Regions from separate parts of the Mus musculus genome. Here all the other regions are linked to region 2. Evidence: chromatin contacts called from public HiChIP or PLAC-seq and Micro-C data. All regions are on one chromosome and are shown on one strand. Each heading gives the region's core, a stretch centred on a gene start, on an enhancer-like site or on the middle of the called end of the contact. The rest is flanking DNA. Distances are from core to core; before and after follow the strand shown.

The links. A called contact is a pair of places that touch in the nucleus more often than the background predicts. HiChIP or PLAC-seq counts read pairs in DNA pulled down with a chosen protein or histone mark.
Region 1: an H3K4me3 HiChIP or PLAC-seq map of embryonic stem cells shows a contact between it and region 2, with 69 read pairs. The contact joins the promoter of Cnpy1 here to the promoter of En2 in region 2. A contact is called at or near these places in 7 of 39 promoter capture datasets (3T3-L1-derived adipocytes, cranial neural crest, embryonic stem cells and 4 more), 36 of 484 Hi-C or Micro-C datasets (LSK cells, the N1E-115 cell line, brain and 20 more), 16 of 115 datasets of contacts at active chromatin or transcription factors (astrocytes, craniofacial prominence, embryonic brain and 4 more) and 4 of 9 other capture datasets (adipose tissue, embryonic tail, liver and 1 more).
Region 3: a contact with region 2 is called in a Micro-C map of the AtT-20 cell line, with 1.8 times the contacts expected there. The contact joins the enhancer-like site here to the promoter of En2 in region 2. A contact is called at or near these places in 6 of 39 promoter capture datasets (cranial neural crest, embryonic stem cells, frontonasal cranial neural crest and 3 more), 1 of 15 datasets of contacts at CTCF or cohesin (stem cell-derived epiblast-like cells), 70 of 484 Hi-C or Micro-C datasets (the AtT-20 cell line, B cells, LSK cells and 37 more), 18 of 115 datasets of contacts at active chromatin or transcription factors (Th17 cells, astrocytes, bone marrow-derived macrophages and 9 more) and 5 of 9 other capture datasets (adipose tissue, embryonic tail, embryonic trunk and 2 more).

What each region holds. Positions count from the first base shown.
Region 1 is chr5:28,207,721-28,211,638 of GRCm38.p6, reverse strand. It overlaps Cnpy1 (canopy FGF signaling regulator 1), which reads left to right and starts at 1,471. Exons shown (of 3, transcript NM_001310511.1): 1 at 1,471-2,515. The coding sequence starts at 2,366.
Region 2 is chr5:28,163,462-28,167,021 of GRCm38.p6, reverse strand. It overlaps En2 (engrailed 2), which reads right to left and starts at 1,326. Exons shown (of 2, transcript NM_010134.4): 1 at 1-1,326. The coding sequence starts at 495.
Region 3 is chr5:28,129,498-28,133,529 of GRCm38.p6, reverse strand. No RefSeq gene overlaps it. Among named protein-coding and RNA genes, the nearest start is that of Gm35223, 7.6 kb to the right of the region's middle. Within about 2 kb of position 1,904, at least 3 of the 459 cell types and tissues checked have an H3K27ac peak or open chromatin away from gene starts, as enhancers often do. A contact at or near this core is called in the AtT-20 cell line, where this site is marked.

The DNA of each region.
Region 1 (3,918 bases), core at 222-2,721, 44 kb before region 2:
ACCAAAGGTGGGTCAGCTGAGTACAGTCATATTAATGTAATGTTAATACATGTATGAAGAGCTGTGATGAGAAACATCTTTTTAAAATGTTTTCCCAATACACGGTGCTTGGGGATTTTAAGATCAAAATTTGGAGATTCTTCGGTAAAATGACCTCAGCACTATCACGTTGGGAGGGCCCTTTCCCTTTCTGGAGATGCTTATCTAGCATCCTGTAAGCCCTCAGCAGCAACTGCGCCTGATTTTAAAGACTACTGCAAAAGGCTAGCTAGCTAACGCCATTCAAAAGCTGTCAATCTTCAGACTTAAAAAAAAAAAAGGGCAAAACAAAACCTGTAGAAATTCACGCGCGCGCGCGAACACACACACACACACACACACACACACACACACACACACACACACTATTTGTGCTAAAGGAGGGCACACTGCCTCCTTATCCAAAGGTGTAAGGTTATACTTTAAAACAAACTTCTAAGACTCAGCATTCTTCTGTACACAGCTCTAGGTATTAGGTCAACTTGAAAAGGGAACTAAAACAGAACAGTTTCTAAGGAGGCGAAGACACGCTTAGTATGTGAGGACCTTCCGACCTGGTAACCGGACTGGTCTTCCCAGGGCCCTTTCCCTATGCCTGAGACGTCCCACCCAAGACCCTTCCCCACTCCTACACAGAGCCTGCTTGCTTTTTTTCATGGGAGAGGGAAGGAGAGAATGAAATTCCTAGTTGCTGTTAGGTTTTTTTAAATGAATGACCCTCTTTCGCTGTGACTTAAAATCCTGCTTTGTGGACAACTATAAACTGACACTTTTACGTTAACAGTTAAGGAAAGATGCTCAACAGTCGGGCATCCCGGAAAATCCGAGCCCTCGTTGTGTTAAAGACCTGCTTTGAGTCTTTCGTGTGAGAATTCACCTTTGCGATCTCGCGCCTTTCCCAGTAAACTCTCCGAGTTTACCGGAGAGTCATCCGATTTTCAGTTGTGCCAGTAAACCTGTGAATTTCTTCTTTGCAACTTATAAAGCTTGAAAAGCACAGATAAAAATGCCATTTGTATTTGAAAGTGCCATTGTAGAATCTAGGTTTTTCACTGTAGACATTTATTTATTTTTAGTTTACTGAATTTGAAAAAAAAAAAACTTGACACCTGCTGTGAAGTGTTCTCATTTTAGTTCGCAGACGCATTTAATTAATTGCTCTTGCGAAGCAAGAGCCTTGAGAGTTCCCGGTGGCCTGAGGTTCACCTGGGCCGCAGCAGGTGCGGCGCGATCCTCGTGCTCCGTCCCTGCGCTCCGGGTAAAGTGCGTGCCTGGGGTCGGTTCCTGGTGGACGCTGGGGGCGGCGGCGATCAGGGAGTGTTCCTCTCGGGCTCCGCCATCCGCGCTTTCAAATTAATTGCGGATCGGCTTTGCGGCCAGATGGCGGGGAAACGTCGGGACCCTTTGTGCGCCCCGAGCGCGCCAGTGAATGTCGCGCAGTCGTTGGCACCGGAAGGGTTCACACTGCGTGTGAAAGGGGACAAAGGGAGCTGGATATATCAACACTGCAGAAACCGAGTTCATTTGTCATGCAGCCCCTTTCAGCGCAGTTGTCATGCAAACTTCCTTCTTTGATCAGCAGAGGGTGGAGAGAGAGAAAGCCCGCAAAGCCGCGGGCCCGGACGAACGCCCTTGGCGGCTCCACGCCCCTTCCGGAAGGAGCCGCAGGGACCCGGCCTCCTGCACCTTGACCCGTCTAGACGCCGCACAAGGTTTTGTCTCGGTTTCCAAGGGCGCGGGGTGCTCTTTGACCCGCGCCCGGGGCGGAGGTGGTGGCACGGATCCCAGCGCGCCCCGGCAGGTCCTGGAGGGAGAGGGGCTCCCGGGACGCGCGCCAGCTGTTCCCAGAGCAAGCCGAGGCCGATGAGGGGCAACCGGGCCCTGCTGCCCCTGACAACCTCGGTGTGGACCCCGCATAGCCTCCTCGGGAAGTCCGGAAGGCGAGGGGGGCAGCGCGACGCGGGATGGGCAGAAGTGTGGCTTCCCCACAGAACTGATGCGCTCTCGACGCCCCCCTCTCCTCCCATTTTCTGTGCTTCAGCCTCTACTCAACAACTTTTAAAAATTATCTTTAAGTACAGCTTCTAGATTTCTCTGTCTCTTACTGTCCACTGTCAAGCACGTTATTTTCTCACTAGAATTTAAGCCTGCTTTAAGCTGCATAAAGAATGATGCGGCTGCGGGAAGCCGTCCCTTCACTTGTTCACTGGACCCGCGTGGGCGTGGGCGTGGGCATGGGCAAGTGTCCTGGCTGGTTCTGTTCTTCTTGTAGGTTCCCCTGGCCCAGTCCGAGGCGTTCCTCATCGACCTTTTGGATAAAGTGTGTATGCGAATGAACGATTACCAGCTGGAGGACGACCCAGTGACCAAGCAGAAGTATTTCAGGAGATATGCTCCGAGGAAGGGAGACAAAATATACAAAGAATATAAAAAGTTCTTCTTTTATTCTGATGCCTTCAGACCTTTGAAATTCGCGGTAAGCCCCCTTCTAAGAGCCTGTTGGGGTTCCCCTTGCCTTCCTGGAGCTACTCTTGAGTGGTTGATGAACAGTGCACAGTCAGGTACACTCACAGCCCTGCTGTCCTGTGCTGCCCCTCAGCTTAAGTCTTCATTGAACACTTGGTGCTTTGGCTTGTGAGACATCTCAGGGGTGGTGGCATGCTTCGGTGATCTGTGGGGAAGGTGAAGGGAGTTTTATAAAAGCAAGGTGCCTTGTGTCCCCTGTCCTGGGGACATGGACACCATTTGCACATTGCTTGTCTGGGTATTCTGCTGGTATGGAGAGCCTTTCTTGTTGCCTAAGGAAGCAGGGGTTGTGGTTTCTCAGCTGAAATCCGAATGGAGGCCAAGAGTCGTTAACAAATATATATATAGAGAGAGATAAATGTTGGAGCTGTGGCCCCAAAATCCTTTCTCCCACCCCCACAGGCTTCTCGGGAAGAGTGTTTTCCTAGGGTTAATTCAAGTTTTGTATCTCAGGCTAGGCTACACCAAGTGGGTCAAGAGCTAAAGCTAAATCAGCTAAAGCTGATTTTACAAAAAGTTAACCTCAGTCTTACTAGGGTGTGCCTTGAAAAAATACATTGCTGTAGAATCACACAGTGATGGGCAGGCCTTGTTTAAAAAAATTTATTAAGTTCACACAGTGGCCGAAATGTCAGGCCTGCTTCAGCCCCAACATGGGGCTGTAGCTGACATTTGGAGATTTCATTTTAATTAAAAAGCGAGGGCAATGATTCAGGGCTAAAAGTCCCATGGAACCCGGACACGGATGTGAGCGTGTTTGTCTTTCACAGGTTTTCAATAAACACATTATAGTGGAATTTAAATATTTTTAAATGCCATTTTAAAATCTTAGAGTCTTGCTTAATGAACTCAGAGATGGTTTACAAGTCTCCAGTGGATGGCTCTCAGTAAGTAACCTCCGAGTTCCAAAGAAGGCCACCTGGTCCTTCTTGAGAAATAACTACACACAAAATTTAACACTTTCAGACCCCATGACAACTTTGTGCTTCCTCCTGCCTGAAGTGTCAGCTTCTTTTATTTTTATTTTTTTATTTGCTCTGGAAAGCAAACCCAAGATTTGAGCTAGGTTCCTAAAGGGTCTACAAAGAAACGTCCCTTGATCAGCAAGGCAAGCACAGTGCTCTGCTGCATCTGGCAGGGGCATCTGGCAGGTGCTATGTTATAATGGCAGAGGAGCCTCCGTTGTTTCAAATTTTCAAACCACAAAGTGGATTACTATGTTCAATTGGAAGGGAACCGGTTTAAACATTTCCAGGAAATGTGGTATTTAAAATGCTGAAGCCCAGGAAAGGAAAGCTTTCTTTTACTTTCTGCTGCACTCCAGACTTTAGGAAGAGAAACAAACACAGCCAG
Region 2 (3,560 bases), core at 77-2,576:
CCCAGGATCGCCGGGTTTTTTGGCACCACCGTGAAGTGATAGCGTCTTGGAACCTCCTTCTCCGTCGACCGCAGGGTCGCCAGCGGCGGCGGAGAGCGTTCCTCCCGCGCTGGGTGCGCACGCTGGGTTCGGTCGGGACTCCCTGGCGCCCAGTAGCTGCTCGGCTCCGCCTGCGCCGCCGCCGCCTCCTTCGGTAGTGCCAGCGCCGCCTTCGCCTCCCCTGGCTCCGCCCGCGCCCGCACAGCAAGTCCCCGCGTCCTTTCGGCGGCCAAACTCAGGCCGCAGGATGTTATCGATGAAGAAGTTGGTGATGCGATGTGGATGCTGGTGGTTGCCTGGCGCCTGTAGGACCTCGGGCAGCATCAGAGCCCGCCGGCGGCCGGTGTCCGAGTCGCTCGGGCTGCTGCCGCCGCCAGAGCCGCCGCCGGAGCTGGGTTCCGGCTGTCTCTGCGCCTCCGCCGCCGTCTCGCTGGGCTTGGAATCCTTCTCCTCCATACTTCACAGAAAATCCCAAATCGCCTCTCCACCGGCCCACCGCCAAAGCGATCTCCGGCCGATCCGCGGCACACAGCGAGCCCCGAGCGCTCCTACGCAGCCGAGTCCTCCGAGCGTGCGAGCGGCGACAGTGGCCAGGGCTGGAGTCCTACAGGTCGCCGGGCGCGCTCGGAGCCAAGCCACGTTCGGATCCACGGAGTGCGTTAGCAAATCACCAGTCTCCCCGCCGGCAGGGACGCCGGGCGATTCAACGGAAGCGGGTCCCGGTCTTGGCGACGCACCGGACTCTAGATGGTCACCGCACCACTCCGGGGACCCGGGACGTCCGTGCAACTCCGCGCTCCTTTTGGTGGTCAGCAGCCTCGGGCTCCGGCGCCGCCGCCTCCGCCGCTGCCGCGCGCATGCAGGCAGCGCGCCGCCCGCGCTCACTGCCGCTCGGGCCCGCTCGGGCAGCCACTGCTCGGCCGTTGCCACCCGCCGGTCCCGGCCGACCCTCGAGGCTGCTGGGCGCGGGTTCTCAGCGCGCCCGCAGCCGCCAGCACGCACATGGAGGGCCGTGGGCCCGCGCTGCGCTCCGCCCGCCCCGGGGCTCCCCGCGCCAGGCCGCCGCCCCGCTGCGGGCCGGGGCGCCCCACGGGCGAGCGGCTGCGCCCCCGCTGAGCCCCGCGCAGCCCCGCGGCCCGAGCCGCATGAGTGAGGGGCGGGAGGCCGGGCCGGGCAGGGCCTCCTGCGCTCCCTCCCTCCCGGTCCGCGCGCCTTCGCTGCCTCGGCTTTCGCGCGGGCTCGGGAAAATTTCAGGCCACTTAGCGCAACCTGAGACACTTTCACTCTGGATTTTTGTTCTTATTTTTAACAGAGCCCCCTCAAGTGACGTCGCGGGCCGGTCTCCTGGACACGTGCCTCGGGCCAATGGCAGCCGCGCCGCTCATCCACGTGACGCGCCCGCGGCAGCTTGGTGACAGGAACCGCCTGCCGCCCCTCCCCCGCCGCCACCTCCCCTCCCCCCTTTAAAGTGGCCGTGCCCAGGGCTCCCGGCGCGGGAGCCTATAATCCAGCCAGATCCATCGGCGAGTCAGCGGTGCTCACTCGCACTCCTCATCTTCTCTCGGTTAGAGACGCTGAGGAAGCTTGTGAACAGTCCCACCAGGTCACTGCTACGCCTAACTGGACACGCGCCGAAAGATCGTTATTTTTTAACATTCCCATATTGTTTACGGTGTGGTGAGATCCCACAATTCCTTGCACAAAATGCATAAATAAAATTAAATGAGGTACCGAGATACAAAGGGACGTTTGTGACCCGCTTTCTTTGCTGGTGGAGGGGAAAATTGTCACTTTGGTTCCCCAGCAGCGTGCAGTCCTAATCGGCAGGCAAGAGCACAGGTACCTGCAGAATCCTACTCTCAGCATGCATGTTTGTGCCTGTGCAGGAGACGCATGCATACGGAAAGATTCCACCCGTGGACAGTGGCTCCTCGGGAACCTCAACGTAGATCTTTATCTATGCGAGAATACACTTTAGTGCACCATTTAAGAAAGGAGAAATAAAAGGATTATTTAAGAAGGGTTATAACATGATCTTCTAATTTAGAAATGAGTGATGACTGCTTAGCCAAACCTTTAACCCATCCACCCCACAAGTGATCCTGAATACAGCTGTACACACACACACACACACACACACACACAGAGAGAGAGAGAGAGAGAGAGAGAGAGAGAGAGAGAGAGAGAGAGAGACAGAGAGACAGAGAGACAGAGACAGAGACAGAGAGAGAGAGAGACAGAGACAGAGAGAGACAGAGAGAGACAGAGAGAGACAGAGAGCCAGTCAGAGACAGAGACTGAGACAGAGAGCCAGTCATCAGTACTCCCCATTTCCTATGTTGAGCCACCAGGCCACTGATCTCCTTATCTTTGTATCAAAACATTTAAGCTGATTTTGGAAGAAAGCAAGGCTAATTTGAAAGAATAGGGATGCTGTGATAGGAGGGGGAGCTCCAATTTGTTTTCCCTTGCTCTGTCTTTATTCCTTCTCTAAACTTCCCTCCAGTTGCTGACAGAATGGCTCTTTTCTACTCTCTTTCCCCAACATCTCCCAAGATCTTTTCAGTTTGCTTTTCTCTCCCCTACCAAAATTCTGGTTACTACAGGCTCCCACGTCTGTGAAAAAAAATATGGAAATGTATTAACTTTGAGAAACATCCAGAAGGGCAGCTGGGGGGCGGGCACAGGAGGGCTGCATAATAATAAAAGTCCTCAGACAGCCTAGGATCACATCAGAGGGCTTTCTGGGTGTCTGGCCCCAGGCTGCTGTTGTTCATAAGTCCTGCCTGTTGGCTACCACACTTGAAACCCAGGTAGCCTCCTATAAGGAACTGCCAGGTCCTGGTGAAGGGCAGGAATCAGAGCCTACAGAACCCAGGCATGGAGGCCTGCCAGGCTATCTGGAGGCTGACAGTTGTGTCTGGACTTGGGCACCCACACCAAGCAATGCCTCATTGTGCACATAACTGTCTACCTGGCAGGTTTCAGCAAGGGCAATAACTCCCAAGGGCTGTTCCAGAAGTTAGCCCACACAGACAACCACCCCCAGAAATTTTAGGCTCAAGCTGCTGGAGGTAGGTTTGGGTAGATGCTGGGAACAGGCCTGGTATGTAAGTGGGATGGCCACCCTGTACTTATGGGGAAGGGTGCCTCTTCATGACTCTATTTTTCTCATCTGAAGGGGTCCTCACCAAAGTTTTTGACTAGGAAAATACCTGCTAGGTCCTTCCTAGGTAAGGGACTGATAAAACAGAGAAAGAGAGAGAAGAAACCTTGAAGTCTACCTACCTTCATGAAAATGGGACCAGTGAGTGGGTTAGGGAGCATCCTTAGGAAGAAAAACATTTGAGACCTGAACTATCAGCCAGGCAGTGGTGGTGCATGCCTTTGGGAGGCAGAGGCAGGTGGATTTCTGAGTTCAAGGCCAGCCTGGTCTACAGAGTGAGTACCAGGACAGCCAGGGATATACAGAGAAACCCTGTCTTGAAAACAAACAAACAAAAACAAACAAAAAACAAGCA
Region 3 (4,032 bases), core at 655-3,154, 34 kb after region 2:
GGGACAGGAGCAGGGGATGAGAGCAGGCTGGGCCATGGGACAGGTTTCAGGAGTCAGACAGAGTAGAAGAGTGTAAGAAGGATTCATGCGCAGGCTCTGTCTTGCTTCTCCTGTAGCCTTTCTTTGAGCACTAGGAGTCTCTTTCCCCCTGGCTTTGTTTTCCTTGGTCAATTATGCCTGAAAATATTACGTGGAAGATTCTAGAATAAATATGTAAGTGTTTTAAATTTTGTGCCATCCCACTAGAGTGAGCAAACTTTAAGCTGTTCTGCCATCCTGTACAGGACACAGTGCGTCGGCATTCAGCCTTTCCTTGCCATGTACACCCACCTGACCACATGGACTGTGTGGTCTCATCACTCTAGGGCTCAGATAAAAAGGATGCTAAGCTTTATAAAAAAAAAAAAAATAACAAAGGCAGGGCTCAGCACTGTCTGGGTGGGGCATTAGCCAGCATGGGTAAGAGGAGAGCCCTGTAGCTTCTGTTTTATTTTTGAAATAGTTCATCTGACAAGAACTGGCATAAACGTGGTAGAAATGAGCTCTCCAGTGCTCAGCAGCAGCAGCAGCAGCAGCAGCAACCTGGCTTCTGAGTAGCCAGGACACCTGTGTCTCCACTCTGAGACCATGTGGATTAGGCAAAGACACCTCTGGCTGTGGGCCAGGAACAGATGTGCTAGAACTTCTGTGGCTCAGGCACCAGAGTGGGAGCCACGAAGCATGCACTGACCACTAGCCAGCTCCATGGAGGCGGGCTTAGGAGGCAGAGGGAGATGGGCCTAAGCAGAGGAGTATGGACACACTTTTCTGCATGGACTAGACCTCTTTAGGGTCCTGGAGAATGAGCATCAAGAGGTCAGATGGCAGCAGACTCTGAGCAGACAACTTCATTCTGGTTTCAGCTCTTGCCCACTGTATCATCAGATTAGAAGTGTGCCCCAAGCCCCAGTTGCTCCTACTCTGTATTTGGCATCTTAGATCAAGATGCCACCAATCCCTTCTCTGATCAAAAACCTAGTTCTGCCTCTTTCACAGAATAGAATCCTGGCTCTACATCTATAAAACACAATCCCTGACCTTCAGCTCTGAATGCCTGCCAGCTGTCCCTCAGCCCACGCTGCTCTTTCTGATCTCATTTGTGTGTCCTTCATATATCCATGTCCCCCTTTGTCGTCCAATAGAAGGACAAATCTCATACACCCCAGGCATCTTATGCAGGTCATGCCCTGTATATACACTTGTCACGTGGTCGTGTCTTCTGCCTTATTCGCATGACCTGTGGGCTTTCCCAGGATGAAGCTATGTGCTTTGCCTCTACCTTTATATCTGCCTGTAGCAATAGACATGAGGTGTTTGCAGCACACACACAGTAGGTGCTCAGTGAACATGCTCCTATGAGTGGGGGGGGGGTCTCAAGTCCAAGTTCGATATAGAAATAGCAAGGTGAGACATCACAGGCACAATGATCCTGAGTATCCCTGCCATGGAGTGAGCGATCGATCGACCTATCAAGTGAGGCTTTAGATCGTGTGATCTGGTAGCATCTAACTCGAAATGGAAGCCTCAATGACTTAAGTATGTGGTCCAGCACCTTGTGGCTGGGGAGCAGCAAGGTTCCGACGTAGCACGGTGCACTCCACAGTGGAAGCACATTCATCTACAGACAGCTGGCTGAAGCCTCTAGTTGGTAATTCTCAGAACTACTGTTCCCCCTTATACTCCATGCTCCCTGTTTCTAAGAAAGCTTGAGCTCACATATGGGACACTCTTGACATGGGCGTGGCTACTTCCCTAGGTCTCAGAGTAAGCCAGGGTATTTTGCCTTTAGTGGTAGAGACAGGGAGAGGGAAGGAGAGTGACTGGCAGAGGTGGCACAAAGGTCAGCACCAGGTGAGGTTTCTCTCCTGGTGCTACATTTAATGTAAACATCACACCATAGTCTTTGTCAGCTGGCTATACAGAGAGCCTAGAGACAGAGTATCTGATGCAGAAGAAGCCTTTGTCAGGTGATGCCTTAAGCCTCCCCTGCCCCTGCCAGCCCTGCCACACGAGGAGGATGCCCTGTGCTGTTCTTACTGAGGATGTCTTCACAAAGGGTCTGCATTGTACCAGTGGTTGAACAAGCATGCTGCTCCAGCCACCCCTACTCAAGTGGCCCATGGTGTAGACTCTTGGGGCAGAGAGAGGGCAAGATGCAGAGCAGGAGAAGGCATTTCACTCAGCATCTCTAGCCTGGCCCTTGCATGTCCTCACTTTTGTCCTATTTAAGGAGAATACAGGATGAGGTTGAGGATAATGCAGAGAGGGAAGGTACAGAGGCTAAATCAAGATTAACAATACACAGAAGAAACTAGTGGCAGAGACTCCCACTCCAATCACAGGCTTCCTGTAACAATAGCAGACACGAGAACCCCTCCATGATGTCCAGCTGGGATCTCCCAATGCCAGAGAAGATGACCTATGTACACGCCTTAGAAAGGCTCAGGAATCTTACTGCTCAGGGCTTTAGAGTCTCCGACTTTTCCCAGTTTTCTGCCCCACCTCCATTCCTGAGAGTGCCTGTTTCTTTCTTAATAAACTGTCTCTATTTTTAATCATTATGTATGTGGCCCTGGTCCAATTCCTTGTCCCAGGACACAGGAACCTGAAAATTTCAGCAGGTACCCTCTGGCCTCAGATCCACGCCTATAACAGTTGGCAAGCCACCAGTCAGGGGTGATATTATTAAGATGACAAGACCAGATGCACGCTCCGTCTTGGTGTTTGGGCTTCGTGATAGTTCAAGTTAACCAAATTCAGGAATGTGTCAGGCACATTCATCCGTATTTGGTGGAAAATGGGAAATTGATAGTCTTCTGCATGAAGCTCCAGGACTTCTGTCTACACAGGGAAGGAAGTCCTCAGGGATTCCTTACAGAACAATCTGTAGGTTGCCTGAAGAAGATTAAACATGAGACTTCAGCTTTCTCAAAGTAAGTCAGGAAAAGTCTTGCCAAAGCCAGTGCATGAGCAATAGATGTCCCTCTCCGCCAAGGCCCTCCTAGAGGACAGACGACTCAGGGCCATGGTCCGTGTCAGGGAAAGCCTTCCTTCCTCTGATGGAACCCTGAGAGCTAAGGAAAGAGAGTTTGGAAAATTTGAGCTCACCTTAGAGGTAACAAACATAAAATAGAGTGTCTAGAAAAGCATCATGGTTTTAAAATTGAGTTTTAAATAGTTGTTTTCAGACCTGGAATCCTGTAGAACGCCTCAAGTAACATACCTGTTTCGAAGTGCTCTGCATGAGGTGTGTGCTTCCACGCCAACAGATACGTACACTCAGTATGCATGGTTCCTTATTTATTTATGTTAAAAAGATTTTTAGCTCATGTGTATGAGTGTTTTGCCTTCATGTATGTCTGTGTACCATACATATACATACACTTCCTACAGAGGCCAGAGAGGGGAATCAGATTCTCTGGAACTGGAAATAGCAATGGTTGTGAGCTACCATGTAGGTGCTGGGTAGCCAACCTGGCTCCTCTGCAAGAGCAGCCAGTGTTCTTAACCTGTAAGCTGTCTCTCCAGCCCCTATTGTTTCAATATTTTATTTGATTGTGTTTAAGTGTTTGCCTGCGTGTATGTCTGTGCACCGTGTGAATGCCTGGTGTCCACAGAGGCCAGGTGTTGGATTCCCTGAAACTGCACAGAAGGTGATGATGAGGGTGTCACAGGACTGTCAGGGCCGAAACCATTCCAGAAACTGTAACGGCTGCTCTTTGGTCTGAGCTAAGCAACAAAAAGTCCCAGTTTCTTGTTCACCATTGAGCTTTCCCCTTAGCTTTATTTGTATTGGAAAGAGTATGCCCTCAGATGTAGCAGCCTGGCCCAGAGCTTCCGTGGGAACGGCATCTGTGACTCACACAGGATTCTCAGCAAAACCAGCTCTGACATATAGAAGAGACAAGGAGATGGGCCAACACATAAACATGATTTTCAGTAAAGGCAGAACTGACACCCCCCCCCCCCAGACACACACACACAACAACATTT